Regions from separate parts of the Mus musculus genome. Here all the other regions are linked to region 5. The links are chromatin contacts, called in public Micro-C and promoter capture Hi-C maps. All regions are on one chromosome and are shown on one strand. The core of a region is the stretch at or near the end of the contact, and the rest is flanking DNA. Distances in the headings are between cores, read along the strand shown. Region 1 holds the start of Kifbp (kinesin family binding protein). Region 2 holds the start of Sgpl1 (sphingosine phosphate lyase 1). Region 3 holds the start of Supv3l1 (suppressor of var1, 3-like 1 (S. cerevisiae)). Region 4 holds the start of Hk1os (hexokinase 1, opposite strand). Region 5 holds the start of Macroh2a2 (macroH2A.2 histone). Region 6 holds the start of Hkdc1 (hexokinase domain containing 1).

The links. Promoter capture Hi-C pulls out the DNA fragments that hold promoters and counts their contacts. A called contact is a pair of places that touch in the nucleus more often than the background predicts.
Region 1: a Micro-C map of embryonic stem cells shows a contact between it and region 5, with 8 times the contacts expected there. The contact joins the promoter of Kifbp here to the promoter of Macroh2a2 in region 5. A contact is called at or near these places in 1 of 39 promoter capture datasets (cranial neural crest) and 1 of 484 Hi-C or Micro-C datasets (embryonic stem cells).
Region 2: a contact with region 5 is called in a Micro-C map of embryonic stem cells, with 7 times the contacts expected there. The contact joins the promoter of Sgpl1 here to the promoter of Macroh2a2 in region 5. A contact is called at or near these places in 3 of 39 promoter capture datasets (embryonic stem cells and hippocampal neurons) and 3 of 484 Hi-C or Micro-C datasets (all in embryonic stem cells).
Region 3: a contact with region 5 is called in a promoter capture Hi-C map of embryonic stem cells, with 2.3 times the contacts expected there. The contact joins the promoter of Supv3l1 here to the promoter of Macroh2a2 in region 5. A contact is called at or near these places in 10 of 39 promoter capture datasets (the 3T3-L1 cell line, 3T3-L1-derived adipocytes, cranial neural crest and 5 more), 2 of 484 Hi-C or Micro-C datasets (both in embryonic stem cells) and 2 of 115 datasets of contacts at active chromatin or transcription factors (astrocytes and stem cell-derived neural progenitor cells).
Region 4: a contact with region 5 is called in a Micro-C map of embryonic stem cells, with 4 times the contacts expected there. The contact joins the promoter of Hk1os here to the promoter of Macroh2a2 in region 5. A contact is called at or near these places in 4 of 39 promoter capture datasets (cranial neural crest, embryonic stem cells, liver and 1 more), 2 of 484 Hi-C or Micro-C datasets (both in embryonic stem cells) and 5 of 115 datasets of contacts at active chromatin or transcription factors (differentiating embryonic stem cells, embryonic stem cells, neural tube and 2 more).
Region 6: a contact with region 5 is called in a promoter capture Hi-C map of hippocampal neurons, with 4 times the contacts expected there. The contact joins the promoter of Hkdc1 here to the promoter of Macroh2a2 in region 5. A contact is called at or near these places in 7 of 39 promoter capture datasets (the 3T3-L1 cell line, cranial neural crest, embryonic stem cells and 4 more), 2 of 115 datasets of contacts at active chromatin or transcription factors (embryonic stem cells and stem cell-derived neural progenitor cells) and 1 of 9 other capture datasets (embryonic stem cells).

Annotation. Positions count from the first base shown.
Region 1 is chr10:62,576,825-62,581,525 of GRCm38.p6, forward strand. It overlaps Kifbp (kinesin family binding protein), which reads right to left and starts at 1,633. Exons shown (of 7, transcript NM_028197.2): 1 at 1,140-1,633. The coding sequence starts at 1,553. It overlaps Ddx21 (DExD box helicase 21), which reads right to left. Exons shown (of 15, transcript NM_019553.2): 15 at 3,423-4,701.
Region 2 is chr10:61,145,903-61,150,255 of GRCm38.p6, forward strand. Sgpl1 (sphingosine phosphate lyase 1) reads right to left here and starts at 1,782. Exons shown (of 15, transcript NM_009163.4): 1 at 1,621-1,782; 2 at 356-429. The coding sequence starts at 382.
Region 3 is chr10:62,446,548-62,451,508 of GRCm38.p6, forward strand. Supv3l1 (suppressor of var1, 3-like 1 (S. cerevisiae)) reads right to left here and starts at 3,191. Exons shown (of 15, transcript NM_181423.3): 1 at 2,868-3,191; 2 at 1,149-1,226; 3 at 477-584. The coding sequence starts at 3,138. 4930507D05Rik (RIKEN cDNA 4930507D05 gene) reads left to right here and starts at 2,613. Exons shown (of 1, transcript NR_027926.1): 1 at 2,613-4,806.
Region 4 is chr10:62,338,294-62,342,628 of GRCm38.p6, forward strand. Hk1os (hexokinase 1, opposite strand) reads left to right here and starts at 1,941. Exons shown (of 3, transcript NR_168630.1): 1 at 1,941-2,119. Hk1 (hexokinase 1) reads right to left here and starts at 2,128. Exons shown (of 18, transcript NM_001146100.1): 1 at 1,720-2,128. The coding sequence starts at 1,782.
Region 5 is chr10:61,782,561-61,786,889 of GRCm38.p6, forward strand. It overlaps Macroh2a2 (macroH2A.2 histone), which reads right to left and starts at 1,304. Exons shown (of 9, transcript NM_207000.2): 1 at 1,223-1,304. Gm2137 (basic proline-rich protein) reads left to right here. Exons shown (of 3, transcript XM_006514419.2): 2 at 591-1,073; 3 at 1,542-2,262. The coding sequence ends at 1,712.
Region 6 is chr10:62,419,971-62,424,496 of GRCm38.p6, forward strand. Hkdc1 (hexokinase domain containing 1) reads right to left here and starts at 2,487. Exons shown (of 18, transcript NM_145419.1): 1 at 2,328-2,487. The coding sequence starts at 2,390. Gm30322 (a long non-coding RNA gene) reads left to right here and starts at 2,536. Exons shown (of 3, transcript XR_380484.3): 1 at 2,536-2,601.

The DNA.
Region 1 (4,701 bases), core at 383-2,882, 790 kb after region 5:
AGTGCCTGTTAGTATTTGGCTTTTAATTTTATTGAGCCATCATAAAAGAATATGGCATACCATTTTCTTCTAAGTTTTGAGACTTTCCTGAAAGGCCTACCTACCCAACAATCAAGCTTAGTAAATATTCCCTGGTACACATATCTGGACTGGAGGATGAAACCATCTATAACCCTAAGAAAGTAACCTGGCACAACAGAGTCCGACATTATCTGTCTTTTTTCCCCCATAGTGTGGAGATGAAACCTGGAGCACTAGGTAAATGCTGTACCACTGAGCTACACCCAAGGGCCTGGAAAACTCTACCCACTATTTGAATTTTGAAATGTTATGTTCTCCAGAGCAGAAAGTCGCACTTGCTGCTTATAAAAATGTAAAGGATGGAAGGTGAGATCAGTTTGGACCAGATAGAGTTAGTCCAAACAAGAGTTCCGATAACCTCAGCAGGGAGGCTGAGGTGGGGGGATCATGGGTTAAAGGCAGCCTGGGCTACAAGACTCTGAAAGGAAAAGGGGGAGGGGGTCCTAGCACTCAGGAGGTGAAGACAGTCGAAGTTAAGCATTGCAGACACAAATGGATGTCTAAACACAAACAAAAAATAAAAAGTTATTAAAAGGTTGTCGAGACAGTTTAAGGAAAAGGTACGAATTCCTTGCTGAGCAAACAAGATGAATGTGGTAAAGAATAAAGTTTTAAGATTTTGGCCATTAACAACAACAACATTTAAGATTGGATCATTCTTGCGATCCCTTGTCCTGTTCATTCCATTCGAATCCCGTTGGATTATTTCTTCACAGAATGAAACTAAGCTTGTCATTGGGTTGGGAGGCGCTGATTCGGACGCTTAGGTTTTCTGCCCAGGATTACGGAAAGTAGCAAGTGAGGCTGGAGTAGGCGGCGAGAACTCAGAGGGAGTTGGTAGGCAGATGGAGGGTAGGTGTTATGACAAATTAAAAGGGACTAAACTTCGCTATGAAACCCAGGCTAGCCAAGAACCCAAAGCAATCCTCCTGCCGCAGCCTCCCTAGTACTGGAATTTCAGGCCGGGTGTTGTGCAATGCTGGGGACTGAACCAACTGAGAGACGTGCGCAGCCAGGAGGAGCGTTTTGGATGCAGAACTCCCGCCTCAGCATCTCACCTGCGCCTGGATGTAGAGAGACACACAGCCGAGCGACAGGCGGTAGGGGCGCAGCAACGACAGGCACCTGACCAGATGCTCCTCGCCGGCAGACAGTTCCTCCGTGTCGATGTGGTTCACACCAAGGTGGAACTCGACCACCGCGAGGCGCAGCGCCCGCTGCGCTCCGGGGCCCTCAGCCTCCCGGGGCTCACCCGCGCCCAAGGCCTGGTCGCCCGGCCCATCGTCAGCAGCCGGCTCGTCCTCGTCCTCGGGCGCCGGGCCCAGCAGCGCGCGCACCTCCTCCAACAGCGCGCGCGCGCCGTACTTGGACTTGTACGGCTCCTTCTCCGGGTTCTTGTGCAGCTCCACCCGCGACAGGGCCAGCGCTGCCTGGAACTTCTCGCGGATCTCTGGCCCCGGAGCGTTCGCCATCGCGGCCTGAGCTGACGGCCGCCTCCCCGTCCGTGGACCAGCAGCCACTGGAGGCCTCCGCGTTGCGACACTTCATTTACGACGTGTCGTGACTGTGGAGCGCCGACCAATGAAGTCGGTAGAGGGGAGCGCTAGACGCTCGGCAGCAGCCAATGGGAGGATGTTCTGGTCGCCACAACAGCCGTCGTCAAGGAAACGAAGCTGTCAGGGAATACAGAGCCTTCCGCTGCTACCCTTGAGCAGTATGGCTTCTCCTGCTTCATCCCAAAATGTAGTTTATACAAAAATGTTCAGAATCAGAATGATTCTTAGGGGTAAGGTACTAGCCTATCGTAAAGTCAATCCCTAGCTTAAATGAAATTTAACACTAACATCTTTCGATAACTGCTCAAGTTCATAGGCAAGAATCTTTCACCACTAATGTATTACGCTATCACAGTTAAAAATTATAGTTGTAGGAAACTACAACCCAGGTACCCAGGTCTCAGGGATCAAATTCAGATCCTCAGGCTCAGCCTCCGCAGCCTTTACTTACTAGAGCCACCTCACACCACCACCGCCCAGTCCCTGAAAATTCTATAAAGGCTCTGAGCTAGGCATGGTGCCAATTATCTGCAGGCTGACACAGGGGCCAGTGTTGATATGTATTGTAATGCTAAATTCTGTAGCCTATGATTAAATTCTCATGCTTACCAGCTTTTGTTGTACAAACTTTATTCCTTAATTTAAAACTTAATTTGGTTAAATAAAAATGGCTACAGCTAGCCGGGCGTGGTGGCGCACGCCTTTAATCCCAGCACTCGGGAGGCAGAGGCAGGCGGATTTCTGAGTTCGAGGCCAGCCTGGTCTACAAAGTGAGCTCCAGGACAGCCAGGGCTATACAGAGAAACCCTGTCTCGAAAAACCAAAAAAAAAAAAAAAAAAAAAAAATGGCTACAGCTGCCGGGCGTGGTGGCACACGCTTTTAATCCCAGCACTGGGGAGGCAGAAGCAGGCGGATTTCTGAGTACAAGGCTAGCCTGGTCTACAAAGTTCAGGACAGCCAGGGCTACACAGAAATCCTGTCTCGAAATAACAAAAACAAACAACAAAGGCTACAGCTAATAACTGCAGGGATCAGAGGTAGGTGGGTTTCCTTGTTGAGCATTGGAGAGAGTAGAACAAGAGCCAGGAGAGATGGACCATGAGCACACGGCAGGAGAAACAGCAATTACTTGGGGGAACACTGCTGGGAAAGAAGCCAGGTCAGCAGTTGGAAAAATAGATTAGAGATTATCCCCCAGTAATTGTCAAAGCCAAATAAAATAACCATAGTGTGAGTCTCACTTATTTGTAAGCTGGTCAGGGATAAGCTCAGAATTGGTTGTGCTACAAGTCTACATAGTTCCAAGACAGCCAGAGATACACAGTGAGATCTGTCTTGAAAACATTTATTAAATGTAAAATTATTTTAAGTCTTAAAATGTATGTACATACATATTGAAAGGTAAACATAGGATGTTAGGGGAAGAGAGCAATTCACAAAACTTGAATGGATGATTCAAGAAATGAACCTGTAGAAAATGGCCCACTGAAGGGCTGGGGGGATGGCAGTGACTGCTCTTCCAAGAGGTCCTGAGTTCAAACCCCAGCAACCACACGGTGGCTCACAACCATCTGTAATGGGGGATCCGATGCCCTCTTCTGGTGTGTCTGAAGACAGTGAAGGTATGTTAACATAGGATTGCGTTCATTTTTATGACAATTTAGCCAAGGCTAACTCCCCGTTATAACCTGATCTGCTTTAATGCAGTATACACAAAAGGCAAGCCAAGCTACTAGATTTACAGACCTAGCAGTCACTGCTATAAAATAAAAGCCACCAAGAACTAAATATAAAGCATCGGTATCTTTATTATGGCATAATGCAGTACTTTATACAGCAATTCATTTTAATGTAAAAACATTTTATGTACAGTTTCAGGAAAACATACATAGACAGCTGGAACATAAAAACAGGCTGTAATTTCAAAGTCCAGATTTATTTGATAAAGTGGAAAATATTTTCTCTGTAGAAAATAGTAAAAATGATAACATTTCCCAACAAGCCCATTTAAACCAAATAATAGTTGAATTATACATATAAATATTGCTTAGTTTCTGCAATCCAAAAGAAACTTCATTTGTTTGAAAAGTCATGTTTCATTTAAATTGTGTCAATTGGAATTCTTCCCTTCTTCCCCTTCACTGTTTGGTTTATGACAGATCATTTTTCTATAGGGTAACCCATTAATTCAAAATGTCTTTTAGCCTTTCCTCCTGCAAGCAGAGCCAGTATGTCCTTTCATCATCTTGAACTGGCAAACTCTTTTATCCCAACAGTGACATGCTTCATTAAACCATGCCCACATTTCTTACAAGCTACAGTTATCAACAAAGAAAACAAGAAAAACAAAACCCAACAAATCCTGAGCACAGAGGATGAGCCATCTGGTCAGAGTTCAAGGGGAAAACTGAATTTAAATAGAAAAAAGGGCACTGCTTCAGCTACCGGGAGCTGATTGGTTATCAGAGCCCTTTAATGCCAGGTAAAGGCCAGTTAGGAGGTAAGGACCATACTAAAATGAAGGTCTTAGTTGATCCAAACAATTAAGAAAAATTAAAAAAAAACCAAAATGACAGTGCGTGGTTCTGACTTTCCTCCCAAGCCTGTTCTAAGAGCCCTGCGCAGAATCTCTAGTACAGCTAGAGGACCCCACCACTCAAGCTTCTGTGCTAGGCGGGATGATTCCCAAATAAAGAACACCAGCAGTAGGCAGGGGCTATGCTTCAGTTCCCTCAAAGTAAGAGCTTAAAATGGCACAGCTTGTCATAGAAGGGCTCTCTGAGCTGTGATAATTTTTCAGAGAAGCTGCTTAACAGAAATAGATTTTACGTTGTGGTTTAAGATCTAAGCCACTGAAAACAAGCCTGTCCCACTGTGCCCCTTTAACAGCCCCAGACTGCACACTAGCAGACACAGCCCCTCCAGGAGCCACGAGTCAGGACCTGCTCACCACTCAAAGCACGCTTCTCCACCTCCTCACCTGTCACGATCAAAGACACCTTTGTGGCTTTTTTGAGATATTTGTCAGCAACACCAACTGAACCCCATGCTTCTTGGTAAATT
Region 2 (4,353 bases), core at 532-3,031, 640 kb before region 5:
AATGACTAAAAGTTCAAGGCCAAGTGTACCTGCTAAGTTCCAGGCCACCCTGAGTTCCAGAGGCAGCCATTGTTTCAGAAACAAAACAAAAGCAATTGCTCTAGTGGTAGGAGAAGAAAGAGAGAAAAGCCGTGAGCAAGGGCTGTAGAAAGATCCTCAGGGAATTTCTAAGTTCTGCATCCACCGTATTCATCCATTTATTCACCCCGAGCATTCACGCCAGTTTCCAAAGCAAACAAAACAAAAAGAAAAAAGTGGCAGCGAATGCTGAGCTTTGAGCAAAAGCAAGGCATCGGAGGGGAAGCGGTCCCATGACTCAGAGCCTTCTGAGCGAGAGAGAAAGGATCCGACTCACCAGCTTGAGGAGGTCGGTTCCGGGCATCTTCCTCTGCAGCCGGCTCCCTCCCCGGGGCTGCCCTGCCTCTGCGTCTGCAAAGGGGAAACGCAGCTGTTTACTCGGCAGCCCGGCCGGCGCTGCCCCTCCGCGGGATCCCCCTGCCGGCTTTGGCAGCGCTCCAGCCGACCCCGGCACCCCGGAGCAGTGGAGCCCGCGGCGTGCACGCGGGGACACGCCCCTTCCCCGGGCCCACGGCAGCGCCGCCGCCTCTCGGCACAGCGGGACCCGGGACTCCTCCAGCCCGGCCTGCCTTTCCCCCGCGCCCCTGTAGCCTGGCGCCACTACTCAGCCCCGGCCACAGACTCGAGCCTGGGTCTCTCCGACGCCCCACAGCAGTCGGGAACCCACACCCCGCAGCTCGGCTCCCCATCAGCCCGGACCCAGCCCCCTCAGACCAGGCCCGGCTCCCCTCAGCCCGCCCCCTCTTAGCCTGACTCCCTTAAGCCCAGGACCCTCTCAGCCTGGGCCCTGCTCCCCTCAGCCTGGGCCCCGCTCCCCTCAGCCCCGACCCCGCAGCCCCGACCCTGCTCCCCTCAGTCTGGGGCCCGCACCCCTCAGTTTGCTCCTTCTCAGCCCGGCTCCCCCTCAGCCCAGGCGCTGCTCCCCTCAGTCTGGGCCCCGCTTCCCTCATCCCACCTCTCCCTGTGCCACGGACCTGCACCCCTCAGCTCAGCTTCCTCTCAGCCCACTCCCTTTCAGCCTGAGCCCTGCTTCCCTCAGCCCGGGCACCGCTTCCCTCAGCCCGGCTCTCCCTCAGCCCGGCTCCCTCTCAGCTCGGGCCCCGCTCCCCTCAGCCCAGGACCCTCTCAGCCTGAACCCTTGCTCCCCTCAGCCCGGTCCCTGCTCCCCCTCAGCCCGGGCCCCGCTCCCCTCAGCCCAGCTCTCCCTCAGCCCGGCTCCCTCTCAGCTCGGGCCCCGCTTTCCTCAGCCGCGCTCCCCTCAGCCCAGCTCTCCCTCAGCCCGGCTCCCTCTCAGCTCGGGCCCTGCTTTCCTCAGCCGCGCTCCCCTCAGCCCAGCTCTCCATGAACCACAGACCTGCCTCCCTCAGCGCAGCTCCCCACAGCCCGGTTCCCTCCGCGCAGCTCCCCACAACCCAATTCCCTCTCGGCTCCCCAACCACAGCTCGGCCTCCCTCCTCTCCCCTCAGCCCGGGCCCGGATCCCTCCAGCTCCTCTCGGCTCCCCACTGCTCCCGCCGGGTCCAGCCCGCCGCGGCAGCTCCACCTCCTCAGGCTGTGGACCCGGCTCCTTCTTTCCCCGCAGAGGCTCCGCTGGCCGCCGCCCACCTCACGCGCCTCGGTTCTGCGAGCGACTCACTCGCTGGCCACGGGACCCGGGTTCCCCCTTCCGCCGCCGCCGCAGAGATTGGAGGTGCGCCGCCCCCGGCCCCGCCCCTCCCGGAAATGGCCTTGGGGTACCCGCCCGCCTCCAGGAGCCCGGGCCGTGCGCGCCCTTGCCGCTGTCGGGCGCGCGCACGTCCGACGCCGCGCTGGGCTCGGCTCGCCCCGCAGCCCTCCGCCCGCCTACTGCTGGGTCCGGGCTGTGGTGTCGGGGGAACTCAGGCGAGAGTTTGTGGCCAGGGCTAAGTAATGGCGCCAGGGTTGAGAGGCTCGGCGCCAAGGTTCGGGGCGCCCAGAGCCGTGTGGGCGTGCGCGCCGCCTGCTGGCCGGGTAGGGACTGTGTCTAAGCCAGATAGGGTGTCTAGGGGTCTCACCTTTCGCCAGCAGCTGGCCCTGTGAGTTTACAACTTCTTCAGGCTACTCTTTGTGTTTGTCTTTTGTTGCTATTGTTGTTTGTTGTTGTTTTGTGATGCAGGCTTTTTATACTAAGTTGCCGAGACTGGCTTTGAGGTCTTTCTGTAGGGCAGTCAAAGGCTTTGATCTAGGTTTTCTCCCGCCTCATCACAGCCTTCCAAAAATCTAAGGTGACATCTCTCTTAACAATTCTTTGTTTTGATCCAAGTTCTGACTTAGGTCATGCTGGCCCCAAACTGGTCCTGTATCTTAGGATAACTTTGAACTCACAATCTTCCTGCCAGCCACTACACTCAACAGTTTAGGGGCTGGTTAGTGTTTGAGACAGGGTCTCACTCTGTCGTGTAAGCTATAAACTGGCCTTGAACTTGAATCAATCTTCCTGCTTTAGGCTCCCAAGTACTGAAATTATACCCATAAAAAGCTGGTTATGTGAAGTGATTGGGGAGGGAGGGCTCAGTGAGGCTGGGTCCCAGCACCCACTTAAGATGGCTCCCAAACACCACTCCCGGTCCATGGACTCTGACATTGTCTTCTGGCCTCTGAGGCCATAAACACACACACACACACACACACGCTTACACATAAATAAAAATAAATGCTTGAAATAATTAACTTGAACCTGGTGTGGTGGTTTGTTCCTGTAATTCCTGAGGCAATTTTGAAGCCAACCGGGGCTTCAAAATAAGACCCTATTCCCCACCCCAACCCTTGCATTCTGGACACAATTGGTCACTTCCAGCCAGTGTCTGCAGACAAGACTAATCTGAGCAACCACCTAACCTGGGTCTTTAAAGGAAGAGCTTTGAGATTTTACTGTTTTAGGGTTTCTATTGCTGTGATGAAACACCATGACCAAAGAAATATGGGGAAGAAAGGGTTTATTTGGCTTACACGTCCAGAGCACTGTTCATCAACAAAAGAAGTCAGGACAGGAGCTCAAACAGGGCAAAACCTGAAGGCAGGAGCTGATGCAGAGGCCATGAAGGAGTGCTGCTTACTGCCCTGCTCCTCATGGCTGGCTTGCTTATAGAACCCAGGACCACCAACCCAGGGATAGCACCACCCACAGTGGGCTGCGACCTCCCCCATCAATCCCTAATTAAGAAAATGCCCTACAGGTTTGCCTATAGCCTGAATCTCATAGAGGCATTTTCTTAATCAATATTCCCTCCTCTGAGATGACTTTAACTTGTGTTATGTTCACTGAGTGAGCAAGGGGTTGGCCCTTGGTCTCTTTTCTGTGTTGGAAACTTGATTTTCCCATCAAGGTTAAAGATGTCTGAATGAAAAAAGCATGTCAACTTGGTTAATGGAAATAATACCACCCCAGCCTTCACTTCCCCAAAAGAAATAAACAGAGGGCAAATGGTATAAATACTGGGCAGAAATGTTTTTTTCAGAAGCAAAGCTGGCAAGCACTACAATTCAAGTGGAAGGACCCCCAAGGTCACAAAGGTCACCCTTCACACTAGGTTGGGGGAAAAAAAAACCCCGAATTGACCTTTCAAATAGGAATGACTACACTGAAGTGCTGGAGCAGGTGACAGCACAGTGACAGCAGTGACAGCCAACTTTGCCCCCTTGTGAATGCTGATACTCAAATGAGGGTGTGGTTAGCAATGGCATTCTTATCTCCACCTAGTGTGTCCGAGATGGGACATTTTACCTCCTCTGCATCCCGTGACAGCACCCAGTCTCCCTCTCACAGCAGTTAAGACCCTAAAGAGATCTGGCAGGTTGTTGGGCCTTCATCACCCTTATACAACCAAAAGCCCCAGGTACCTCTCTCCTCCATCCAGATCCCCTGAAATAACCCCTGGTTGACACACGCCCTTCCAATGCCTGCTCTTAAGAGTTACATAAGTTCCCTCTTTTAGGACTTCTTCAGATCAGAGGTACTGTCTCCAGCCCTCTCCTTAGCTGCCAGATGCATGTAGAATTATTTAATACTTAAGAATACCCCCGGGGGCTGGTGAGATGGCTCAGTGGGTAAGAGCACCCGACTGCTCTTCCGAAGGTCCAGAGTTCAAATCCCAGCAACCACATGGTGGCTCACAACCATCTGTAACGAGATCTGACTCCTTCTGGAGTGTCTGAAGACAGCTACAGTGTACTTACATATAATAAAAAAAAAAAAAAAAAAGAATATCCCACCCCACCCCCGTGCGTGTACATATGTGTGGCCGGGCAAACCATGCAC
Region 3 (4,961 bases), core at 1,941-4,440, 670 kb after region 5:
CTTTAAAAAATCTTCACAGTGGGCTGGAGAGATGGTCCAGTGTTCAAGGTTGCTTTTCCAGAGAACCCAGGTTTGGTTCCCAGCACCCACAAGGCAACTTACGACCATCCGTAACTCAGGTTCCAGGGGGTCTGACTCCTTCCTCTGGCCTCTGCAGGCATTTCATGCATGTAGTGCAAACAGAACACCCATACACATAAAATAAAAATAATTAAAAAAAAATCCTCTCAGCAGGCCAATGACATGGCTCAGCAAGGGAAGGGAGTGTCATACAGTCCCTGAAACCTACAACTGGAAGGAGAACAGACGCCCTAAAGTTGTCCTCTGACCTCCAAATGAGTGTCACGGCATACACGCATACTCCTCTTCTCTTCTCCTCCACCTCTTCTTCCTTCTCCTCCCCTCAACTCTATCATCCTCCCTCCGGCTCTCACACACACAAAATAAATGTTTTTAAAAGCTCTCTAAGCACTTGCCTGCACTGAAGCAGATATCATTCAGGACAATGTGAATGTCCACGTCCAGAGAATGGGATTGCATAATGTAATTCCTGAAGCTTATGAAAGCCTGGTGGAAGAGACGAGCTGTGGAAAACATAAAACCAAAGCATACAAGGCTTAGTCTTTACTTAGCTCTCACTGTCAAGTATACAAATGCCACAGCAAACCCCAGCCCCTATCAGCGTTTTGGTAGCACAGCTGGCTTTTCACAAGCTGAGCTAAAACTGAAACTACACAGGACAGACACTAAGGCAGGCTGAACACGCACTCCTGTACTGTGGAGTCTGGCTGGCAAGCTGGGCTTGTGAGTCCCCCAGAAGACAAGGAGAGGGACTTTTCTTCAGACTATAATACACATAACAAAGTACAATGCAAAATGTGACAGTTCTATGAAGATGTTACTGGCAGAGATGCAGAGAGAACTCTGTGGTTAAGAACAGTGGCTGCTCTTCCATGGAAACCAAGCTTGATTCTCAGCATCCGAATGGTGGCTCACAGGCATCTCTAACTCCAATTCCAGAGCATCTAATACTCTCTGTCATGGGCACTGCACAAAAGTAGCTATGGACATACATGTAGGAAAAATACTCACACACATAAATTGATAAAAACTGTTCAAAATAACTCTCAAAAAATTGTCAGCCTTACCATCAAGTCCATAGTCAGCACTCAGCTTTTGAATTTCTTGCCTCTTATAAAACTTGTCTAAGATCTTCTTTACTTCATCTAAAAAAGAAATATAAGTTTTTTTAAAGATTTATTTATTTATTTATTTTATGCATGAGTACACCACCATTGGTCTCTTTAGATACACCAGACCCCATTACAGATGGTTGTGAGCCACCATGTGGTTGCTGGGAATTGAATTCAGGACCTGAAGAGTAGTGAGTGCTCTTGTAAGCCATCTCTCCAGACCCTATAAAAGATTTTTTTTTAACAATTGTTTACCAATTTAGACAAATCTACAACAAAAGGAATTTGAAGTCATAATACTAAAGGCCGGGGCCTCAGGAATGCTTTGAGAGTGTGAAGCTTTGGGCTACTGTGCAATGGAGTAAGAAAAATGACAAGAGTACAGCAATGCACCATCCCTGACAGACCACAGACACACAAGGAGAGAGCCAGTCCCCCTCCCCCCACCCCCACAGAGTCACCATCAAACCTCCCCTTGTGCCCAAAGCTCTTCTTGAGTAACCAAGAAAAGGCAAGTCCTGCTATGAGAGGCAGATGTAATTCACTACTAAGAGCAGTGTTAGCAACGGTAGCCTGTGCAGTAATTAATGACAATCCCCAGTCTGAGAACAGCTCGAGCTTATCTTGAGGAGGGAAAAAGTAGAGGGAAAGGAAGGGGAAGAGGAGGAGTACTACCTTGTTAGTTGATTTCACAGTACTGGGAAATGACCCCACGGCACTGCGTGCTTGGCAAGGCATATATCCCAGGGTTATATCTTCAAGCACATTAAAAAAGAACACTCTGCTGCCTGGAGGTGCAGGTAGCCCAGGCCTTTGATCCAGGGACTCGGCAGGCAGACACAGGCCTATCTCTGTGAGTCTGAGGCCAGCCTGGTCTACAGAGCACATTCCAGGACAGCCAAAGCCACACAGAGAAACCTTGTTTAATTTTTTTATTTTGAAATAGGACCTCTCTTAAGTTTTCCAAGCCTGTTTTGAACTCATTCTGTAGCCCAGGCTGGTATTGAACTTGCCATCCTCTGCCTCTGACTCCCAACATGAAGCCTATATTTTAAAGTCACAATAGGAAGCATCAATATTGCTTGTTGAAGAGCCAGGAAGACAGCTTGTGCCTAAAAGAAATGTGGTTTTCTTTCAGTCTCTAAGAATGTCATTTGGTGAAAAGAAACCTTTCACCCTCCCATTGTCAAGCTCACCCAAATGCAGGTAGGACAAAACTCACTTCAACCCAGTGATGCTAAAGGTTTTTTTTTTATTCATCTCTGGAACCTGGGACGATACTACTTTTTGGCAAAGACAGTTTTATCAACTTTTATCTTGTATTTAAATTCAGGTCTGTCTCGTGGGAGAGTAAATTTATTGAGAAATCCGGATCTGAGACCCGTTGTCTTGGCAACCAGATGGAATTTTAACATCGTTAGACATCCACATCAGGTCAATGGCAAGTCCTCACTGTTTAATCCCTCCATGAGGACTCTAGGAGCACAAGCGGCGCACCACTTAGGGACAAAACTCTTAACCTCCTCGACCGAAGAGAACGGTCAATGTCAACTACAGAAGAGACTAAATATGACTTAGGCTCGGGTGCTAAGGGCTCCAAAAAGGAACAGACATTGCACTATGTAGGCCCAGGCTGCAGACCCTGCCGCTCTGCCGGGAGGCTCCAGCACTCACTCTTGTCTAGAGGCCGAGTGAGCTCCGCGCCCACGTCGCCATCGGCGCTGGGACCCTGAGGCTTCACCGTCAGCGGCACGAACAAGGACGTGTTCGGGGCTTTGGAGCCACCAGAGGCAGAGGAGGAGGCGGCCAAGCAGGGAACGCGTCCTGAAGCCCCCGGGAACGACCCCACGAGAGCGCGAAGGGCGGAGCAAGGGGCCGCCCGGGGCCCAGCCCCGCGCCCCGCCGGGAGCCGAGCCCACAGCAAGGTACACCGAGGCAAGGACATTGAGGCCGCGGCTCGAATGGAGCCGGGGAAAATCCGGACCACTGGCGCCGCTCGGTGACGTAGCTCCGGCGCCCGCGGAGCGAAAGGACCCAGAGAGACACAGGGCTGCCCCCGCGTGCGCCTGAAGGAAAAGGAGATGGAAGGGTTGGGAGCGCGCCTCTTCGTGGGAGCACGACCTCTGTACGTTACAGTGGCAGAAACGAGCTCCCATCCTCTCACTCTTTCTGCGGCAATTGGCAGCGTCTTTCTCGAAAGAAGGGAAAGTAATCAGGCATCTTAAGGGATGTTACAGATGCGCGGAAGGGAACCGTACAAGCGTCGTCATGTGACCAAACTGTCTATCCTGCATCATGTGGCTTCAAACGCTAAAGTGCATTTCCAAGAAGATTGGTGCATTAATATCCGTAGTTTCCTGATAGGATAACGTTAGAGGACGTAGCTTGATCTGCTACAGATCAAGACGGGTTGCAGAGAAATCCGGTTGTACGATAACTGGCGCTTACGTGACACGTGTGTCAATACACGTGCTTCTCTCCTTGGTGCTAGGGCTCCATGTAGGGGCCATGAGCAAGCTAGGCATGTGCTCCACCATGAGCTGCAGAATTCAGTTAACGTGAGCAGTTTGTACTCCTCGCATCTCGAAAGTTATAACCACAAAGTATGCTCTGTGTACCTGGTTAAAGTTTGATCTTACTCCTATCTACTACAGCACTCGGTCCCACCCGAGTTGTAAGGAAAGAGGTGCCTCTGTTCGTTCCGTCTGGGCGTGACCATTCAGTTCTTGGCCGGCCAAACACTAGGAGGGAAGCCATGTGTGGCGACGTTCCCTCAGTCCTCTGCCGAGAGGTCCCCAACACCATCTAGTTTCTGAGTTCAGGAGCCGTTCGGTTTTTAGAAAATTGGACCCAGTAACAACTTCGTTCGTTCGGTGTCTGGTGGTCCTCATTCCAACCCGCGCCATCGGTCAATCCTCTGTCTCTATCCCTTCTTGACAAGTTTTCTGATTTCAGAAAATGAGTTGCGGGATATGGCTTCGGAGTCAAAGCTCTAAAACCATCTGGTGCTAAGTCAAAACCCTCAAAGTTCGGACCCTGAACTCGAATGGCCTTCCTTCTCTGAAATTGATCGAGGGTCTTTCGATCTCAACTGCACTTATTCTATCCGCAGAGTCTGCAGTAATAATATGGGTAGGCCTCCTTGAGAACCCTCCTTGGTGAGAGGCTCATGGGTTTGGTTCATTTGGCAAACGAACAAGGTCAGGTTTATTGGTGCAGCTCTTGGACCAAGGACCCATGATGGACGATTCTTAAGAGTCCTGAGCAAGGGGAAAGGTTGTGTGTCAGACAAGAGCTGGCTTTTTTTTCCCCATGTAAGGTCATGACTCAAGTGCCTGGTGATCATTCAGGAGAAGGGCTGTGGCTACCTGGAACTCGGTTTCGGCACCATCGGTGGGGGTGGGGCTGTAGCGAGCTGGAGCCTAACACCTGGGTTAAGACTTTGTCCTTGGGCTGGAGAGATGATGGTTCCGTGGTTAAGAGCACTAGCTGCTCTTGTAGAGACTTGGGCTCCCAACTGTCTGTATCTTCTGTACCCCCTCACACAGACATGCAGTCAAAGCACCAATGTATATAAAATTTAAAAATTAAATTAAAAAAAATGTTGAGCTGGAGTGTTGGCTCAGTGTGTTAAGAGCACTTGTTGAAAGAACGCAGGTTTGATTCCCACATGGAGGCTCACCACATCCTCAAGTTCCCGCACCTGTAGTGCAGGCACACATGAAGACAAAACACTCATACACATAAAATAATCTAAAAGTAAAAAAT
Region 4 (4,335 bases), core at 691-3,190, 560 kb after region 5:
GGTGCTCAGATACCCACAGGGCCTGGGAGATGGAATGGGACGGAGGTGAATCAGGCCACTTGTAGTGGAGCGCCTTAGTCCAACTCAGCCACCGGTGGCCACCCAGCACGGTGTCAGGGAGCAGCCAGGCAGCTGGCAGCCACACAGGTGGCTGTGGGTGTGAGGCTGGAGGCTTAGTTTACAAGGTCATTGGGCCTCCACCCACCATTGCACGCCTGAGCCACAGAGGGTATCTAGAGTGGGAGAGCTGTGGACTCTTGATTCGGGAGGCCTATCCTAAGTGCACTCTGCCCTCCTATCTTCCCTTTCCATGGGATAAGCATGTCCACCGCCATGGAAGAAACTCAAGCAATTACACGTGTTGATGCATAGCTCCCTGACATCAGGTCAGGGATGGGGGTGGGGGTGGGAGATTGACAGTGAAGCCCTTCAGCACCCTATTCCTGGTCCCTATTCAGGATAAGAGCTGCATCTCCAACAGTCTTGTCTCTCAGCACCTCCCCTTCAGCTGACACCCAGGGGGAGTCTTGGTCAAGTTCTCGAGTGGGAGGAGGGTCAGAGCCCCGCCCAGACTCCACCTCTAACCAGCTGTGTGACCTTCAGGAGGTCACAGTCCCCGGTAAGACTGCTTCTGAAGGTGCAGGATGAGAAGTCTCAGGCCAGGAAAGGACAGAGCCTAGTCACTGCCGCCTCTCACCTGTAGATAGTACCTCTTGTCCCAGTGTCTGTCAGGGTGATGATGCTATTAACCTATCCTAGGGTAGGTAAGGCATACCCATAGCACAAATAAAAATGTCCTAGGTGTTTTCCTAACCAACTTAGTCTATCTCAGGAAAAAAACATCCCGTCTTACTGATGGTGGCAGAAAAGTGAGGTACATCTTTAAGACCCACCAGCAGACGGCACTTTATACTAGATGAACATCACCCCTAGGACCCAGCGTCCATGTGCAAGAACTCACAAGTCACAAGGAACGAATGCCAACCCCTCCGAGCTCTTCAAGTGACTAAAGTGTCTTATTTGAGCTCCTAGGCTGAGACTGCCTGGAAATTACAGGTTTAGAGGAAGAAAAAATTCCATTCAGACGTGCGGTTCTCGACCTGAGGCCTATGAGCAAAGTTTCCGGTGGCCTCTGCTCCCCTCCCCTCACCGGAAAGCCAGGCGGGTCACCCCGTCCTCAGAGTAAGGAGCAGCTGCAACAGCTGGGGGAGCCCAGTGACAGTTTCAGGAGGGCATCGTATTCTCCAAATGGGAACCCCAAATATGGGATGCCTGGCTTCCAGCCAGCACCCCCGCCAGCTGCTCACTCACCTCCCCAGCCTATCTCGGCGATCACACCTTCCCCGCCCACGGCGCGCGTGGACCTTTCAAAACAGGCCTATAGACAGGCCAGCTGGTCCCCACCTAGACAGGTCTCAGCCCGGCACTGCGTGCGGGTACCCATCTGACATCCATGGTCCTTTTCAAGGACACTGCAGTATGCAATCCAGCCGTGGGAGGAAGGGGGGGGGTCTTCAGCCGGCCGCCCAGCTCCTCAAACCACAAGCACGCCCGCATGCCCACAATGCCCGGGTGAATCCCAGCATGAGGCCTGTCGCCTGCACCCTGTAGTCCAACTAGATGCTGTCTAGCCGGGAGAGGCCGGGGGGAGGATGCAGGCGGTGGCGAGCGGATGCGGGAATGCAAGGCTGTGGCCAGGGCGGCGCCGGCGGGGCTCACCTTTTTGACTTGGTCATCCTTCAGCTCGGTGAAGTAATATGCCAGTAGTTGCGCGGCGATCATGTTGACGGTGGGGGATGCGGAGAAGCAGGTGTGGGGCCAGTGGCTCCTCAGTAGCCCTGGTGAGCAGTGGTCCTCCAGCGGCGGATCCGCGACTCCACCTCCTCCTCCCTTGGCTCCTCCCCCTCAGTCCCTGGGCGGGGCGTCTGCCTGCTCTCTCCAGACCTCCGAGCTCCCGTCCCCGGGAGGGTGACAACCGCCAGCCGGCCCACCTCCTCAGTCCCCATTGGCTACAAGGCGCCACTGCCGCGCTATGGCTGGGGCTTCCCAGCCAGAGCAGGAGAATGACGGCCGCTCCCTCCCGCGCCGGAAAGGAGGCATCACCCTGCACGTTCCCCACGTAAGGAGCGCGCGGTCACGCGTGGTGGCACAGTGCCAAGCCAGAGTGGGTGGGGTGTGGGACACGATCTGGAGGGGACCAGAGGACAGATCCAGGACACCACAAACTGGAGAACGCGAACGGAGCCACACCCCTTCCTCGGAGATTAGGGCTCGTCCCCCACCCCTCCCATCCTCCCTGTTGGGGAAGCACACAAGTGGGCGTGGAAAGAGAGCGGAAGCCGAAACTAGGCGGCTTCACAGATCTTGCACTGGGTCCCTGTGCCTGCCTGCCATCGAGGATCCAAAATCTAAGGATGATGCTCGGAGTCCCACCACAGCCTGTCAGAGTTCACATAGCGAAACCCAAAGCGCCTGCCCCTGTGACATCATGTAAGAGCTCATGGTCCCCGAGTGGGAATTTTGGCCTATTCCCAGCCTGTCCCGATCCTCCCACCCTTCTCTAGCTCTTGGGCATCCGGGTTCTGGGAGGTTGGGGGTACTGTTCAGGACTCAGGTTGAGGGGAAATCGTATTTGTACCTTATGACAAGTAAGAACTCTGACATACAGAAGTGGCTCTGATTCTACAGGTGAGGAGTCTGAGGCAATGCGTTACAGTTGCTGCTCAGGAGTCGGGCAGGGTTTTCTTAGCTTCAGTGCTGGTGACCTGGCCGTTGTATGCAGTGTCTCTTACTTAAGCTTCCCTTGCAGGCCATGTTCCCATGACCAGGGCTGCAGCATCTGTCCTGAGGGAACTATAGAGGCTAACTTCTAGCCCACACCTGGGGGGCTAGGAGCCCATGCCTGGAACACCCCTCAAGTACCCCAGGACCCTTCCAGCCACCACTGCCCACTGAGAAAGAGGTGGTAGACCTGATACCTCTATCCAGGACACATCCCCACCCTGCCCAATGGCAGGTGCAGATGTGTCCTCAGTCACTTCTTTACCCCTAAGATGGAGCTGTAACTACTGATGTCTACACCCCATGATTTTTGTGAAAGAGCATAAACACTTGTGTCTAACAAATTAAGTGGGAAGTACTCTCATAGAATGAACTTGGGAGCCTACAGGTTAAAGTTTGGGGGGGGGGGCGCAACCTGTATATCGCCATTTCCAGGCCCAGGGAGGGCCTAACTGTTGTATTTAAATTATTTTCCTAATAGGATCTCCCCTCAAAAAGATTAGCATTTGAGGCCCACATAAATCTCAAACTAACACACACACACACACATATGCACAGGCGAACGCTACCAACATGGCCACCAGTGTCAGGACAAAATGGTTCTTCTAAGCTGCATTCGACTCTGCAAATGTAGTTCTGCCAGCCAGCTCTCAAGGCTGGGACATCTTTGAGGATGGAGGGTTGTTTTGTTTTCTCAGAGCTCTGTAGGTTGAATGGGCCATCTCTCTGCTCCCCGTGTTAGACTCACGGCCCCCTCACTCAGCCTTCAGCTATCACTATAATCTGTCCCCATACAACCCTTACCCAACAAACCAGAATTGGGAAAAAGCTGGCCAAACTTATAGGCAGGTAGGCACCTCTGCTATCCCTTCCCCCAACCCCTGTACCAAGGTGACTCAGTACACACACACACACACACACAGAGGCACTAAGGCTTAGCATTATTTCCTAATTCACATCTCTAAGTCAGACTCACTGCCGCTCCCAATACCATTACCACCCCAGTTTTTCGCCTGTCTAGCTAGAAATATTACAAGAACATTTAAGGTGGCTTTCTGGTTGTTGGCTACCAGCCATCCAAGCCATTCTGAGCTGCAGGCCACGGCACTCTCCCTGAAAAGCAACCTTAATTGTGTTATGTCCCTGCCTGCAGTCCCTTCTGGGCCCTGATGGAGCCGATTTAAACATGTTGGCCCTGTAGCTGACCCTACTCTTTGAGTGTATCTCTTCCCTGGCCCCTGGTCACAACAGGGCTATTTCCCTCTCTCCTCAGACTGCACAGGTCCATTCCACTGTGGCACCGCTCATACCCCTTTGCTCGCCTACCCTTCCCCGTTCATCTATACCTGTCCAAGTTCCCTTCACCACAGGAAGGCATGTCTGGCCTTCCTGCCTAAGCTGGCCTCCCATGACCTCAGTCACTCACCCTGGCCTCCCAGGCCCCAGCACCTCCACAGGGCACACTCGGACAGTGCTCAGAGTCCATGCAAACGGGGACCAGGGCTCTTCTCTACAGGCAAGGCAGCGTAGGATGCACAGCTGGTGGGCCATCTT
Region 5 (4,329 bases), core at 54-2,553:
GCCTCCTGGGGTGTATGGCTTCTTGCTGTGATTTCCCCTGAAGCCAGCTCACCTGGAGAACTGCTTCAGTTGCTCCAGTCTGGGCAACCTGAGCCCAGTTCCCAATGAGTGCGTCCACTCTTTGGTTTTTTTCACTGGCCCCTTTCCCACTTTCCTCATCCCAAGAGAACCACGGCCCAAACGCTGCAGTAATGGCCAGGCCTAAATCAGGCCCACCCGTGGCTCATTTGAAGCCCAGGCACCATCAGTAATGCTGAACTCGTGAAGAAGGAGGTTCAATTGGCGTTTGGTGGCGGGGGTGGGGTTCGATGCCCCTTTGGCCATTGTTGAGAGGAACAAAGAGGGCAGGAGCTAAGGGCGCCCCCATGAGGAAAGGCGTGGAAAGCCACTCTGGGGAGCCATCCTAGGCTAGCGGGGCTGGAAAGCGGTGCACCTGGATGGCGCTCTGGCAACCGGGGAGGCAGGGCTGATTTCTACCCGCGGCAGCGGCTGCCGCCTTTCCCTGACTTGACTTTGATCCCCCTCTTCTTGATATTGTTACTATTATTTTTGTTATTTTCCCGCGCAAATTAAGCAGCTGGGACCGGTAGGGCGAGCCGCTCAGGGGCCGCCATTTGCCGGTGGAAGCACCGATCGCCCCGGAAAGGGAACCCGAGGGGAGTGCTCGGCCTCAAGTCCTCCTCCGCCCGCGGCTCCCGCAGCATCCCGGCTCCGCGCCCGCGCCGCCCCGGCGTCTCTGCGTCCTCCTCCATTGTCAGCCCCGCGCCCAGCTCGGCACCCCGGAGGCCCTGGTCGCGCGCCCTCGGCCCTTGCGAGCCAGCGTCCCCCTCCCGGTTCCCTCGGCGCCCGGGCGCCTCCCTCCTCCCTCCCCCGCTCCCCGAGCTCCGCATCCAGGGCTCCCGGCACCGCCAGCCTGGCCGCGGGACCCCGCATTTCGGCATCCTCCCTGCTTGGCCCAGGGTGCCCCGGCCCCTCGCCAGCGGCGGGCATCGCGCGGCGTCTTCGGCAAACCCCCCTTTTATCTCCCGAGGAAGCAAGTTGGGCAGATCGATTTATTAATTTCTGTGGCAGAGGTGGGTCGGTGACCGGGGTGCGCCCTCAGGGCTGCAGCGGGGAGGCGCCGTGGCTCCCTTCGGCCCCTGCACTGCCCGGACAAGAGGGTTTTGTTTCCAGACCCCCGGCGCCCCCCGAAACAATGATGCCATGGGCATGGCGGGCTCACCTGGTGCTGCACCGCGGGCTCCGGGCGCCCGGTGGCCTAGTGCGCGCCAATCCCGGCCGCAGGTTCGGCCCGCGTGCCGCCGGTGCTGGGCAGGACCCTGCCTTTCTTGGGGTTGTATCTGTGCGTGTCAATGGCGGCAAGCGGCAGTTCTCCGGGCCGCGGATAGTAGCGGGGGGAGGAGGAGGAGGGAGAAGGGATTGCTCCTTCTCCACATAACCACCTCTAGGAGGAGTCGCTCAGCCTCATCCCCCGCCAGCCCAGGCTCCGCGACGGGTCCGGGGGCTTTCGTGGGGCTTGATGAGCTATTGTCCTTCTGCAGTGGAACCACAGGGCCAGTTCGCGGAGCTGTCGGCTGCGAGGACACCGCTTCCCTAGAGCCCGGCACGGAGGCCTTGTGGTCACCAGCCACAGGCTCCAGATAGCTCGACCCACCTTTGCTGGGCGAAAGAGGTGTGGGCGTTCATCTGCCCATTACGGGATGAGAAGGTGAACGAAAAAAAAAAAAAGCAAGCCACGTTGGATGCAGCCCTGATCTGAAATTACCAAACACGTTACTGTGTCGCGCACGGCGCCGAAGGAACCGAGAATTTATTCTGGTGATTCGCTAGTAGTGATGGAGATCCAGATGTGCTTCCTGGTGGATGAAGACCATGTGCCCCGGCATCATTTAAAAATTGGATTGCGTTAATTTGCCATCTCCCGACGGTTATTGAGGTTAAGCACAAAGAGAGTGTCTAAAGAAGCAATTTTTTGTATTAGTTTCTGGAAAATTCATTGTGATGGCGGTGCAGTGGACAGTATCAGGTGACACTGGGCGCGTGTAGTTGTTTGGTCCCTGATGAAAAACCACGTTGTCTTTTGTACTGTGAACCCTGTCAAGGGCACATGGCTCTAGGGCCAGTCACCGTAAGCATTCAGTTGAATGGACGGTCCATGGTGCCTCAGATTTTTTCCTGCATGAATCAGAGGACTCTGGGAGGAAACCTTTTGATTTCTGCAAAAAAAAAATAAAAAATAAAAAATAAAAAATGTGAAGCCGAGATCTTTAGCATTGAGCGAATGGACTTTGCCCAAACCCGTGACCTTTTGTATGTGTGCTCGCTGCCACAAACTAACTGTACTTGTATCTATGTACACAGTGGGGGACTTTGGGGGTCACCGAAGACCTGTGATTGCCTGGGTGGAGAGAAGTTAGCTACTCAACCACCCTCGCCATTTTATCAGGCGGGCCGCTGGCATTTATAGACCAGTGCTTTCCATTGAGAATGTGTATTTTAAGCTTGAGTGTTTTGCTGAGAACCAGCCATGTCTTTTGCTCTCCCTGCAAACCATGCATGGTTCATTCTGCTGTAAACGTATCTCCCATAATGGGGACCCCACAGTATGAGAGAGAGGACAGCCAGCCCTGAGGCTCCTGCAGAAGCCCTTGATGCTCTCTGGGGATGACCCTCCTGTCTATTGTTTTGGAAGTCTTTGCCAGGCCAGAAGCCCACCTCTTTGCAGAGATGTGTGTTTAAAGGATTTCAAATGGCCGCCTGAGATGTCTCTTGGTGGCATTTCTGCACATTCCTAGAGGGAGTGCCCATCTTTCTTAGTAAAAGTAAAAAACAAACAAACAAAAAAAAAATCAAAAAACAAAAAAAAAACTTCAGGCCAGCATTCAGGATAGTTCTAGCACCTTGTAGGAGAACTTGACCATTGCTCCCTGGCCCCAATCAGCCAACTTCACAGAAATGTAGTGAATTATTCATTGGCACATAATAGTCACATTCTCTATAATTTCTATTAAAAGTGATATATGTGGCTAGGCATGGTGGCACATGCCTTTAATCCTAGCACTTGGGAGGTAGAGGCAAGTGAATTCAAAGCCAGTCTGGAGACCCTGTTTCAAAAAAAAAAAAAAAAAAAAAAAAAGAGCCATTTTAATGTGATTAATTTTTATTTCATTTCATTCTTTCTTCTTCCTTTCTACCCTTTATATTGGAGACAAGGACCATGTAGCCCTGGCTGGCTTAGAGATTGACATGTAGACCAGGGTGGCCTCAAAAGCCACAGAGATCTGCCTTCCTCTGCCCAACTGGGATCAAAACTTGTGTCACCATGCCCAACTTCCTTTTTCTCTTCTTTCCTTTCTTTTGACATAGTCTCATGTAGCTCAGGCCAGCCTTGTACTTGCTACATAGGCAGGGAGGAGGACCTTGAACTCTTGATCCTTCTGTTCCCAAATTCAGGGGTCACCGGCTGGATGTGTGTGGCTACTCTGCAACTTGTCTCAACTAGTATTTGATTATGTACTATCCAGAGAAAGGACGCAGCTGAGAAGGGCTACTCAAGAACCTCCTGTTTCATTCTGGCAGTTTCTGCAAATATAGAACCCCACTTAAGATGGGGTTACATCCCTGTGAACCCAGTGTAAGCCAAGTAAGACCTTAAGGCTGAGCACACTGCACGGTGGCATAGTGGTAACCTTTCGTGCCCGGCTCACCTGGCTGGTTGGGAGTAATGGCTCCTCACTCCTCCCAGCATCCCAAAGATGTGCACCGCCACACATCACTGGTACAGAAATGGAGATTCAAAACTCCAGGAATGACTTCTACTGAATGTATTTCTCTCAGGCCACAGTAAAGCTGAGAAATGGAAAGTTAGGGACCAACTCTAAATGATACAGTCACTCGGAGTGTGAGAGTCTGTGTGTGTGTGTGTGTGTGTGTGTGTGTGTGTGTGTGGTCATCAACTCCATAATGCACTGTGTTTAGCAGCAGAATCAAAACTTCATAAATCAAAACATGAATAGATGCAATGGCCCAGCTGAGGCCACCCAGCAAACCACAGGCAAAGCTTTCATGAGGAGATAGCCAGCCAATACAGTCTTTATCAGCTCCAAATATTTCAGGAAATATAGGGGACAGATGTACAACTTCCAATGTGCAGATGGAGTTCAACTGCTCATGTTATTAGGCGCTTTCAACACAGAACCAGAAATCCACCACTGAGAGGTATCTACTCTTATTGTTTAGAGCAGTTTCCTGCCAAGGGAAACATTCTTTTCAAAGGCCGAGCAGGGGATGCTGGGGAGGGGGCTCATCAGCAGACTCACGAGTAAACAA
Region 6 (4,526 bases), core at 1,237-3,736, 640 kb after region 5:
GGGCACACGTACTTGGTGTGCTCCGAGGAAGACATTGAAAGTTAATCACGGAGATGATGGAGACATATGTACAGAAGCAATCAGAGCTGATGCAGAATTCGTGCCAACCTAATCATAAAAGCACACCAGGAGCAGAGTGCAAGGCTGCCTACAGAGCACACAAGAGGGCTTGGGACTTGAGGGAAATTAAAGGTGTGTTCAAGTAAACATCCCCATAACTTTGCAATGTTGACACTGTGAACACACACACACACACAAACACACACATAACTTTGCAATGTTGACATACTAAACTGTGAACACACACACACACACACACACACACACACACACACACACACACACTGAAGGCCCCGTCTGCCTTGTTCTTATGAATGAACCATCTCTGAGAGTCAATGACCAGGTGCAACCCAGCTTTATCAATAGGTCAAATACATCAATATATTGAACTGGAAACGAATGTCAGACAGTGGCCTTCTTTTTGACTTCCTGTCATTCTGAGATTTCCAAACACAGTGCAAGGGTCTAATGAATAATCTTGGAAGGCAAGCATCCCAGGACCTTGACAACTCCAGGGGCAGGAAGCGTGTAAACCGTCGGACAGGAACCACTGAATTACCACACAGACAACACACTTTGCCTTTAGACGAGCTGTTTTTGGCCTGTGGAGGAATGTCCTCCAAGCTGTGAGTCAGACTGGCTACAAACCAGTCTACTCACAAGCCCAAGAGACCTGCTGGGCCCTTGATTAGGCTTGGGGGATTCATGACTTTCTTGCTTTTCACCGTGAGGGGAGGAACTCAACCCAGGTATTGACAGAGGCTCTGGAATGCCTTGTTTGAACCTGTTCCTGGGCTGGTGGACAAACATGCTCCAGCCTTATCCCAGGCTAGAACAAAAGGTGAGCCACTGTACGGAGTCGGGGGGATGAAGTGACTGCAAACTAAAGGTTTCAGTCTCAAAGATTATCCTTAGGGCTGGCCTCTCCGCCCAGCTGGGAGAAACAGCAATGAGTTCTGAAACAGGGCTGCAAAGGACTTTACACCCCTCAAGCAGTCAGCAGAGGGGGTTCTGGGAATCTAGTCCAACAAATGACAGAATGAAAAGCTGTCAAAGCAAATGGGTTTCTACTCTCCGGCTTGCCCTGGCTCTCATGGACTGCAGACAGGCGGCGTTTACCCACTAGCAAAGAAGGGGCTACAAGGGGGCCATACTTCTTCTTTCAAAGTTTGAAAAGCATTTAGAAGGCTAGAGGAGGCATCTGCCAGTTTCAGTGTACTGTTAGTGCCCGGGTGACCTTGGCAGAGTCTGGTTGCCCAGAGGACTCCTGTTGTCAATGGAGATGCTACATCCTCCTCCTTGCAGCTGTCAGCAGCCAGTGAGTGTGACCAGGGACACAGGCTGCACTCATTTTAGCTGCCAGGAGATAATCCTGGTCTCATCAGTCAACTAGAGCCCATCTTGATTTTGTAGCTGGGGCAAAGTAGCCAAAAAACTCTGACCTATTAATAGGACAATAGGACATGCTGAAAATTACAACTGTGTTAAAATGTACATGCCAGCCATGCCGAGTAGGTTGTAATTCCAGGCACTTGGGAGACTGAGATTGTAGTCTCAGACCAGAGTGGGCCATATAAGACCCTGTGTCAAAATCATAAAATAAACCCCAGGTTTTCTCTTGGTGCCTTTATTTCCATTTGATTTCAAACACATGAATAATCGGATGCACTTTTAAAAGTTCTCTTTCTAGCCGGGCGTGGTGGCACACGCCTTTAATCTTAGCACTTGGGAGGCAGAAGCAGGCAGATTTCTGAGTTCGAGGCCACCCTGGTCTACAAAGTGAGTTCCAGGACAGCCAGGGCTATACAAAGAAACCCTGTCTCGAAAAACCAACCAAACAAACAAACAAAAAGATCTCTTTCTTTATAAACGACTCACCTTCGTCGTGGCCTTGCCCCTAAATGGCCCTGAATTGGGCACAAAGTTCCTAGAACTTTTTGAAGACTTCCAATTTCCCATATTTGCCAAGAGGCTCTGACTGAAAGCCGGGACGAGGGACAATGAGCAATGTGGGACACTTACTACCTCTTCCTCCCTGAGACATTCACTGGTATTGGCTCCCTGTATCTTTTCCAATAAAGTCTCTTAAATACTTTTTCCTTTCCTGCTGGGGCTTGAACCCAGGACGTTATAGAAGCTAGGTAAGCACTCTAGAGCTGCCCTCCCCACCCCTGCCCCAGTGCCTTAATTCCTTTTGCTGTTGAGAGGGAGTCTGTTGGGTCTGTCAGCGTAGACTGGGCCAGACACCTCAGCTTCAGAGTCCTTACCTTCTTGATCTGGTCCTCCTTCAGCTTGGTGAAGTAAAACGCCACCAAGTGTACTGCAAACATGTTCCCAAGTGCGGTTGTTCCCGAGAGCGCCGAGTCTTCAGTACACTCTCTGTCTGCGGAGTGCTGCACGCCTCTAGTTTGGGCGGGGAGGTGGGTGCTTGGGCTAAATACTTCCAGCTGCTCGGTTCAATGATTAAACTTCGCCCGTCTTTGGTCCCTCCCTCCGCCACACACTCGATTGTCTAACAGGAGGCTCTGGTGGGAGCTGAAGGTAAGCAGAGGGGAAGGCTGGGGATTGATGGCTCACTTGACTATTTGAGAACTGAGCATCGAGAAAATCTTGTTGCTAAGTGACACACTAAGGCCTGTGCTCTAAGACCACTCAGCTAAGGAAAAGCTTGTGAGAAGTTGGGGGTGGGGTGGGGGGAGCAAAACAGAGCCAATTTATGAACTAAATCCCAGTTCCAGAATTCCTCTTCTCAGCGAGGCAACAGGACTGTAGACTCCTGGTATCCTAGGCAGCGTCTTTGGTTTTGTTTTTTGTTTCCAGATGGGTTTCACTGGTATTGGCTCCCTGTATCTTTTCCAATAAAGTCTCTTAAATACTTTTTCCTTTCCTGCTGGGGCTTGAACCCAGGACGTCATAGAAGCTAGGTAAGCACTCTAGAGCTGCCCTCCCCACCCCTGCCCCAGTGCCTTAATTCCTTTTGCTGTTGAGAGGGAGTTCGTGTTATAAGGAGTACTGTGTAAAACTGGCTGCTCTGGCTGTGGACCAGGCTGGCCTCGAACTCAGAGATCCACCTGCCTCTGCCTCCCGAGTACTGGGATTAAAGCTGTGTGCCACTGCTGCCTGGCTTCTGAGGCACCATCTTAACTAAGGCTAAGCAGTGTCCTGGTCCTGCAGATTCAAAAAAAAAAAAAAATGCTGAGACAATTCCTCTACTGTGGCAGATAAGCTAATGAGAAGTAATCAATACTCCACAGTGGTAAGCCAGACAGCCTTTAGTAGCTTGGGGCTGCTCTCTCTCTCTCTCTCTCTCTGTGTGTGTGTGTGTGTGTGTGTGTGTGTGTGTGTTGGGAGGTGGGGGCATTAAGAATGGAAGCCACCAGGCCCTGCTGGAGTGCTGCGCAGGAAGGATGTACTACCATTGAGACACCTGGTTTCTTGCCCTCTGCTCTCACCATGCGTGGTATGAGAAGGATCTGCCACATGGGAACACAACCTTTTGCAGTCCTCCCAGCCACTGGCTGGTTAGTGAATTCAGTGATGGCCAGCAAGGCCATCCACTCCAGGATGGGATATGAGATTATGACAAGGAGTGGGCAGAAGGAAAACAACCAAAATCAAAGACTTCTACAGTGTCCAGTAGCCTGGGAGTGAGGCAGGCAGGCAGGCAGCCTATGGGATTTCACTGAGGCAAAGGACAGCAAAGGCTGTTCGTGTTATAAGGCGTACTGTGTGTTGTCTAAGCACAGGAGAGCATGTCCCCTTCAGGTGTGAGTTAGCTAAGTAACCTGAGGCTTAATGACTATTAAAGGTCATGTGCATCCAGAGTATCTAGACAGACCATTTTGTAGCAGCTAGCCCAGAATGTCTGGGTGTGAAGTCATTAGCAGCCGCTGCCATGGATGGGGACTTTATTCATCCCATCTTATAGATCAGGAAGCTGGCCCTGAAGTGCTTAGTGTCTTCCTCAAAATCACGGTTGTGAATGCTTCAGCCAGGAAGCAACCCCAGAAATGTGATTCCAGAGCCCAGCTCATGACCAGTACTCAAGGCCAACTCTCCAACGCACCTTCCACCCAGTGCTCATCTGGTAACTACTAAGACTCTGCGAGGTTGAAGTTTCAGCAAAGCTGGAAAGTTAAGCACAGACAGCATTTCAGTAGACCCTCCCCAACAGGGAAAGGGGTTTCCTGAAAAACAAAGTCCTGACTCCACTCTTCCAAACACTAAGAAAACACACTGTAAAATTCAGTCGACTAGCCGGGCATGGTGGCACATGCCTTTAATCCCAGCACTTGGGAGGCAGAGGCAGGCAGATTTCTGAGTTCGAGGCCAGTTTGGTCTATAAAGTGAGTTCCAGAACAGCCAGGGATATACAGAGAAACCCTGTTTCGAAAAAACAAAACAAAACAAATCAGCCAACTAGATGGCTACGGGCACCCAGTGTCTCTTGGCTTCCACTGACCAGG